3 separate regions of the Mus musculus genome follow, and all the other regions are linked to region 1. A link is a contact called in public HiChIP or PLAC-seq and promoter capture Hi-C data. All regions are on one chromosome and are shown on one strand. Each heading gives the region's core, a stretch centred on a gene start, on an enhancer-like site or on the middle of the called end of the contact. The rest is flanking DNA. Distances are from core to core; before and after follow the strand shown. Region 1 holds the start of Tmco1 (transmembrane and coiled-coil domains 1). Region 2 has its middle 79 kb from the start of Gm33404. Region 3 has its middle 61 kb from the start of Gm33404.

Region 1 (2,546 bases), core at 16-2,515:
AATTCTATCTTACTATGGCGTACAATTTCCCTGGGGAATTTTGGAACCAAGGAATCTTATCTTGCTCCATCTTACAGGGCCCAGTACTGTTCCTGACATATATTTAATGTCTATTAAAGACGTATATTTATAGTTATATCTTTATTTAATAGACATATATTTAATATCTATTAAAGGAGTCCTGGATAAATATAAGGCAAGAGAAACTAAAAAGGTAATGCTACAGAAGATTTATAAATTGTGTGCAGTGAAATTTGGAAGAACAATGACAGAAAATGGAAGTCAAACTGGGCATGGTGGCACAGTTATGGAAAGCTAGGACAGGGGGGTCTCTTGAGTGCTCCAGGTCAACCAGGGCTCCATAGTGCAACCCTGTCTCAAAAAAACACAAGGACGCACAAAGGAAGACTTCTGAGTTTTCTTGAGGAAAAAGAGCAGATCTGAGAATTGGGAGGAATCGAGTGCTCTTATATCAAGGCCTTCCCGTCATTTTCTCGCCCCGCTTGCACACGGTAATTTACAGTCCATCACGGAGGACATCTGAGTGTATGAGGCTCTCTCAAGACATCCTACTTTTACACACCACACCTTTTTCTATCCCCGTGTCCGTCCCCCCCCAACCCCCCGGCTGTTTTTTTTTTTCTTTCTTTCTTTTTTTTTTCGAGACAGGGTTTCTCTGTATAGCCCTGGCTGTCCTGGAACTCACTCTGTAGACCAGGCTGGCCTCGAACTCAGAAATCGGCCTGCCTCTGCCTCCCAAGTGCTGGGATTAAAGGCGTGCGCCACCACCGCCCAGCCCCCAAAACACTTCTAACTCAAATTCAACGTTTTCACTTCTTCCCCTTCGACTGCGCCACCGTTCCTTCCAATAAAAGCCCGGCCGCAGCAAGCGAGTTGTGCAGCCCTTCTCCTCCAACGGCGTCCCCGGCATCATAAAGGCTGGTTTAACCAGCGCCCGAGGACTCCTCGACTCGGCTCGCCCAGCCCAGGACCGGGGCGAGCCCCCAGACCCTGACGCTCCGCACGCGGTGGCCTAACTTTTCGGCCACGGAGGCGGGGATGCGGGTGAAGTCCAGCCACCGTGTGACAGGGTTCTAGTGTGAGGTAGGCGATCGGGCTCGGAGAGCAGGTAACGCACTGCCGAGGTCGCAACGCCGCCGCCACCACACCGCCATCCTCCGACCGACCTGGCTTTCCAACTCTCGCGAGACCGGGCCTGGCGCGCGCCTTCGGCCCCCGAGACTTGCGCGTTGCCGCTCTCTCCCGACTATGGCGGCCAGACGGCGGGAGTGAAGCCTGTAGTTCCGGGTCGGCGCCCCGGAAGCGGAAGTGTAGACTCGGGGCTGTCAAAGTTGTAGCGCTCCTCGAGGGTCGGTCCCGCCACGTCTCTTCCCGGTCTCTCTGGCTCTGGAGTGCTTTCCCCCCGCGGAGGGTGGGAGCGCGGGGACAGACGGGCGAGATGAGCACCATGTTTGCAGACACGCTGCTCATCGTCTTTATCTCCGTGTGCACCGCGCTGCTCGCCGAGGGTGAGGGCGGCTGTTTCCTTGGACGTTTGATTAATCCCAGGGTGGAAGGGCACTGGGGTCCCTCGCACCCCATGAGCAAAGATCGGGAGCCTCACTCCCTGCGGCCTGCGTGGTCCGTTGCAAGAAATCCCGGGCTCATCCCCCTATAGAAGCAGGAGAGTAGTGTGGAGTCATACGTCCTGATTTTCTTTACGTATTTGTGGATACACTGAAAAAAACAAAACAAAACATGGGTTGATCTGACTTTGAAAAAAGTTACTGATAAGTATAGAGCAAAATGTCGAAATCCTTTTGTCTCCAATACTAACAATTAAAGATGGTTTGTTGTGATTTCCATTTATTTCTCATTAGCATGTTGCTTTTACTGTTTAGGCATAACCTGGGTCCTGGTTTACAGGACAGACAAATACAAGAGATTGAAGGCAGAAGTGGAAAAACAAAGTAAAAAATGTGAGTATGGTAAGACGGTGGACGGTTCAACACGGGAAGTTCAATGGGTGCATGTTCACAGTAACTAAGAGAGGAGTATACCAAGAATACTACAAGCCAGTGTTCCTTGTTAGGGCAACTGAAATCTCAACACTCAGGAGATGGACATGATTGTGAGTTCGCAGCTAGTGTGGGCTACATAGGGAGATTCATGTTACAAACAAAACCATACTCTAACTTGGTAAAGATAGAAATCAAAGACCTTTGTGCAGCATCTTTAATAAAGCTAAAAGGAATCTGGGTGTGGTAGAGCTCCAGATAGGGCAGGCCTGGTCTACATAGTGCATTCCAGGCTGGATCTACTTCCTGTCGAGACCTTGCCTAAAACGGGGGGGGGGGGGGGGGGGGCGGGGAGCTAAAGGGGAAAGGGGTCATGGCAGACACACACACACACACACACAGAGTCTTCATTCTAAAGAAGAGGTCCTGTTCTGTTGTGAGAGACTATGGAAGATCTCATGGTACAGATGGACCCAGTGCCTTGTGGATTAGTTAGAATGTAGATAGAAGATAAAAGAGGGAGAGGAA
Region 2 (2,546 bases), core at 13-2,512, 530 kb before region 1:
TGTTGAATAACTCACCCTTCCTAGTTCTCTCTGAGCTCTGGCTGACTGGTTCAACTCAGCTGTTCTGGATCAAACTCCTCTCCAAGCTGACTGATTCAACCTGGCTTCTCTCAGCTTCTGACCGAATTCCTCTGCTTGGCTTCAAACTACCTTTGGCAATCTGTTCTAATCTTCTGGTTCCTTCTTATTCTCTGGTTCCTTCTGTCTTCACCAGTGTCTAGCTTGTTCTCTCTACTATCTGTCTCCATAAAAAAAATGCCCAGGTAAAAACTGTCTCTGTACTCCACAAATTGAACTGCCACCAACCAAACTGCCTCCTAACACTAAACTCCACTGTGCTGCCTCTCCACTGACTCCTGGGTGCTGGGATTAAAGGCATGTACCCCAATGCCTGGAACTAAGTTTTCTGTGCCTGGAACTCGCTCTGTAGCAGGCTGACCTTGAACTCAGGAATCTATTTGCCTCTGTCTCCTGGGGTTAAATGTGTGTCTGTATTCCAGCTAGAGTGTCATGTTGCTGGGTTAAATACCCTCTACATGTGTGTGAAGGTCAAAGTTTTATATTTTTGGTATCTGCCTAGATTTTTTTCCACTTTATGTATTGAGGCAACATCTTTGGATAATCCCAGAGATCACTGTTCTGGGTAGCTGGACTAGCTGATTGCTCTGTGAATTTCCTGTCTCTGCCTTCATGCTGGGTTACAGGCAGTTGGCTGTGCCCACTAGGATTTACACAAGGTCTTAGAATCTGAAGTCTGGTCCCCACCCTTGCAGGGCAATACTTACTCACTGAGCCATCTCCCCAATCTCAAATCTCACTCTTTCTCTCATCCATCCATCTGCGACATACTCATGAGGGTAAAGAAATGACAAAACGAATCAGACATATATTTCTCTCTCCTTCCTCTTCTAGTGATCAGGTGGCTACCTGGAGCTTCTTTTTAAGATTTATGTTGTCTATATACTCAATAATCACTCCACTTCTGCAAATCAGATTACAAAATAATTATAAACGCCAAATGTGATTCAAATTGCCTCTTACAGTTTGAGGCAGACAGGAAGATGGTGTTAATTTGCTGCACAATTGCTCCATGCAAGTCTGGGGCCATTAAAATAAATGTTACATCACAACAGCACACAGCATCCTGCGCATAGGAATTCATGGCCCTGAAAGTTCCAAACGCTGTCATTTTGTGTGAACCTCTCTAACTTATGGGAAGCAGGGGAGTTGTATTAGCAGAATTTGAACTGACAAACAAAGCGTGTGACTCAGAGACTGTGTGTTCCTGAGTTCCCATTAGTATGAAGTAATCAAGTCTCTTCCCTTGAAGTGAAATTAAAAACCTAGAAAGAATGTTCCCTTTTTTCATTTCCTCTGGGTCTGTGATGTTTAGAATCAAATTTCTAGCTTTAATGATGAATGACCCTATTTAGAAATAGAAAATTCATATTAGAATTTCTATTCTTCTTTCTCTTAACTCCAACACCTCTTTCCCTAAGAAATGATGAGTCAAGGAAGCAGGATGGAGCTGAGACTTTGATGGGAAGACTTCAAGCCTAAGAGAGATTCCAAAATATATCAGGTACAGATTTTTCCATGTTTAACCAGGACCGAAGAAGCACATCTGCACAGATCACATGACCTATTGCTTAAGTCACTGTGTTTGCCCCTGTTGTACATGCCGATGGTTAGTCAAAGTTATAGAAAAGGATTCTATTTCCAATACTGGTTTGAAAACATATTGGAATGACAAAGTACCCTTCCAATACTGAATTAATGTCATTGAAAATCCCTAAATCTCCGAGGCATACAATTAAAACTCAAAGGACATAGCGTGCTGCTATAGAAATTCCCTGGTGAGACTGGGTGCAGGCTGAGAGGCAGACACACTGGTTACTTTTTCATTGCTATAACAACACATCTGTCTTGACTCATGGTGCACAAGGGTAGAATACTTTATGGTGGGGAAGGTCTGGAAGAGTTCACAGTTGCAGCAGTGTGGTTATGATTTCTTACATCTGGACAGAACAGGAAAGAGAGAAGAGAATGATGATACTTCAATCACACCTGGAACAGCTGTGAAAATCAGATCAACTTTACTTGGAGTGATTCAAGGCTTGTGTAATTTGAGGGAATGGGGTAGCAATATCCAGAATTGTCAAAGGTCACTGGCTGAAGGCTTAAGGTACCAAAATGCCTCATTAGTATGGGGGAAGTACTTCAGGAATCTCAGGTGCTAACTGAACAGGATCTTATCAGGAGAATAAAAGTTGATCCTGTAATCTAACTAAGGCTACTTGCAGACATTCCTCAGGTAGAGGGTTTTGAATTCCCAAGACAAGGTCAGAGAAGGAGACACCCTGCTAATGAAGGCAGTCCTTCATATTGCAGAGTCCCAGAAGGCTATCTGATCAGTGGTGGACTTTGACTTTAATTAGCTGAGTTTTCCCACCCAGCCTGTAGACCCATCCCATAGGATACTACCATCTATATTCAAGGTAGCTCTACCAGTCTCTGTCTAACCTTTCAAGAAACTTACTTAGAGA
Region 3 (2,546 bases), core at 13-2,512, 510 kb before region 1:
AATGGATCAATACTTAGATAGATACAAACAACCAAAATTGTTCAACAGAAATAATCTCAATAATCAGAACTTTAGGAAAGAAATTTAATCTGTAGTTCAATTCTCTCTCCAGCTAAAGCTTCGCATTTGTGTGGCTTACTTCATGAGTTCTGCCAAGCATTTAGGGAGGAAGTTACATCAATTTTATACCAACTGCTTCACGAAGCACCTCCCAACTTGTTTTATGCCATCATTGTACTGACCACATTCAACGCTGTAAGGAAACAAACTGCAGACCCGTGTGTACTTAGGAACCTGAAAGCAAATGCAACAACAAAGCAAAAGTCATTCCCAGTGATAGCTAGCATAGAGATCCAGCATGAGCAAGTGGGACTTAATTCCAAGACTGTAAATCTACCGATTTATAAAATCCAAACAACATGACCTCCACTTCTATCGGGGGACAAGGCCCTATAGGTGATAATGGGACACAGTGGGGCACATGAGTGGTATCAGGATCACCGAACTTCTGTTCCCAATAGAGGTCATTTATATTAATTATGTTTCTCATTGTTGTAACCAAACACCCGACAGAAGCAAATTAAAGAAGGAAGGGTATTTTGGGCTCATGGTTTAAGAAGGGATACAGTCTACCACAGAGGGTAGGCAGGGAAGTGGGCACACGAGGCAGATGGTCACATTGCATCTGAGTCAGGAAGCAGAGAGCTGACAGGAAGTAGAGCTCAGACAGAAACCTCAAGGTTCATCTCCAGCAGCCCACGTCCTGCAGTGAGGCTCTGCCTCTTCAAGGTTCCATAACCTTCTGAAATAGAGTCTCCCATTTGGCACACTTCTCTTGAACCCACAGCCCACGGTGATCTCACAGAACTGCACTGGTAGCCTTTTCTGGTTGTTGTTGAACATAATCACTCAAGAAATTCTTAGGAGCTATCTCTGGAGAGCTGGACACAGTTGTGGGTATAATGCTGCCTAGAGAAGAGACACAACAATACCTCCCACAGCCTCCTGGGAAAGATCCAGTCTCAGGCCTCAATCCAGATCAACAGAACCAACACCAGCTCAGAAAAGGACAAGCAAAAAAAATTTTTTTTTCTGAAGAACTTAGCCAACATAGAAGCTTTCTTTAGCGGATAATGCACTTATACAAACATCTGATGACCCCTTTCTTTCTAAAGTGACACTGAGACCTGGGGACTGGCTGTTCTTCTCTTGACAAGAGGTCCTGTTACAACAATCCCCTAGAACTGAATCACAGACTGGTACAGGCCTGCCAAGAATCCTGACTCACCAGCCAAATGGTACTCCAAGGACACCCAAGGACATGGCTGGAGCTGCAGCCACCTGTGAAGCAAACTGAGAACCAAAAGGCTGCCCAGACCCAGGCTCGGTCTGTGGGATGTTTGCTGGGAAGGTCAGCCAGATCTCAGTTCCACCCTCCTCACCTCTTATGTCTTTAGTGGCTAGTTTTAGTTCTCAAAGCTAACTAGAACACCAAATTCCTTTCACTAAGACTCAGACTAAGACACAGACTTAAAAGAATGAGGAAAACCTGCCTTTATGGGAACTTTGGAAAATTAAAAGAACTGAACAGCAGTCAGAATTGCAAAGCTGGTAATATATATTTTATAAGGGTTAACTTTCTCATACTTCCTTTTATAGAGCAAGAGATATTTGAATTCCTCTTCTAGTCAAAGAGGGAAAGTAAGCCTTGAACCTCCAAATTTACTCAACAATCAGATCAGCTCAACCCGAAATCTCACAAATTCCATCTTAGACCTGTCAAGGTCACATATGCCCATTGTCAACACAAGTTAGTTCTCAGTAGCCTGCCCTCCTGGAATCCCGAACCATGTCAGTCAGGCATTTAGCCCAGGACACCATGAGCAGCTTGGATGCTGTGTACACTTAAGTTTCTACCCATCTTGGGGTGTGGGGAATCGATTCAACTCTTCAGCTGTGTCACATCACATGGTCCCTGGTAAAATGTTTCACCAACGAGTTTAGTGTAGAAGGCAAGACGAGCTTAGCAAAGCTTTTAGTTATACTACGCACTTGATGCTGTATTAACTGCTCCTGAAGTCAAGACAGAGGATACAGTCCCCGAACAGTTGTCTCCATCCCTAGTCAAGTTAATTCCATCTTTTTTTCCTGTTTTCTTCAAAGGCCTTATGCACTAACCCTTTCCCTGTGGCTGTTTACCCATCAGAAGCCTCACTCAGCAGAGGAGGAGCCCTCTTGTGGCCAAGATGGTATCTTATTTGTCCGTAGAGGCCCAGATCCCAGCATGGTGCCTGTCACGTAGACTCAATAAATGTTGAACGAATGGGCAACGTCCTGCTATGTGAATGAGAATATTCTCCAGTAAGTGTGCCGTCCTAACGATCTTCTCTGAGGGCATTGGCCTGCTGTTTCCCCGTGGTGTTAGAAATGGAGAAGGCTGACTGAATAATTCCACGGCTTCCTTCTGAGCTCTTCCCTTAGACACAGACCACTGTCAGGTTGCTAATACTGTTTCCCTGGGCCCACCACGAAGGATGCCGAGCCTT

The links. Promoter capture Hi-C pulls out the DNA fragments that hold promoters and counts their contacts. HiChIP or PLAC-seq counts read pairs in DNA pulled down with a chosen protein or histone mark.
Region 2: a contact with region 1 is called in an H3K4me3 HiChIP or PLAC-seq map of bone marrow-derived macrophages, with 4 times the contacts expected there. The contact joins the enhancer-like site here to the promoter of Tmco1 in region 1. A contact is called at or near these places in 6 of 39 promoter capture datasets (the 3T3-L1 cell line, the C10 cell line, the HPC-7 cell line and 2 more), 1 of 15 datasets of contacts at CTCF or cohesin (the NIH/3T3 cell line), 5 of 115 datasets of contacts at active chromatin or transcription factors (bone marrow-derived macrophages, embryonic hindbrain, large pre-B cells and 2 more) and 1 of 9 other capture datasets (pancreatic islet).
Region 3: a contact with region 1 is called in a promoter capture Hi-C map of the HPC-7 cell line. The contact joins the enhancer-like site here to the promoter of Tmco1 in region 1. A contact is called at or near these places in 8 of 39 promoter capture datasets (the 3T3-L1 cell line, the C10 cell line, the HPC-7 cell line and 3 more), 7 of 484 Hi-C or Micro-C datasets (adipose-derived mesenchymal stem cells, bone marrow-derived macrophages, cerebellar granule neurons and 3 more), 8 of 115 datasets of contacts at active chromatin or transcription factors (the 230-238 cell line, bone marrow-derived macrophages, embryonic fibroblasts and 4 more) and 2 of 9 other capture datasets (adipose tissue and pancreatic islet).

The regions. Positions count from the first base shown.
Region 1 is chr1:167,307,405-167,309,950 of GRCm38.p6, forward strand. It overlaps Tmco1 (transmembrane and coiled-coil domains 1), which reads left to right and starts at 1,266. Exons shown (of 7, transcript NM_001039483.1): 1 at 1,266-1,529; 2 at 1,902-1,979. The coding sequence starts at 1,460.
Region 2 is chr1:166,775,234-166,777,779 of GRCm38.p6, forward strand. No RefSeq gene overlaps it. Among named protein-coding and RNA genes, the nearest start is that of Gm33404, 79 kb to the right of the region's middle. Within about 2 kb of position 1,263, at least 2 of the 459 cell types and tissues checked have an H3K27ac peak or open chromatin away from gene starts, as enhancers often do. A contact at or near this core is called in bone marrow-derived macrophages, where this site is marked.
Region 3 is chr1:166,792,574-166,795,119 of GRCm38.p6, forward strand. No RefSeq gene overlaps it. Among named protein-coding and RNA genes, the nearest start is that of Gm33404, 61 kb to the right of the region's middle. Within about 2 kb of position 1,263, at least 59 of the 459 cell types and tissues checked have an H3K27ac peak or open chromatin away from gene starts, as enhancers often do. A contact at or near this core is called in the 230-238 cell line, the HPC-7 cell line, bone marrow-derived macrophages and 3 more, where this site is marked.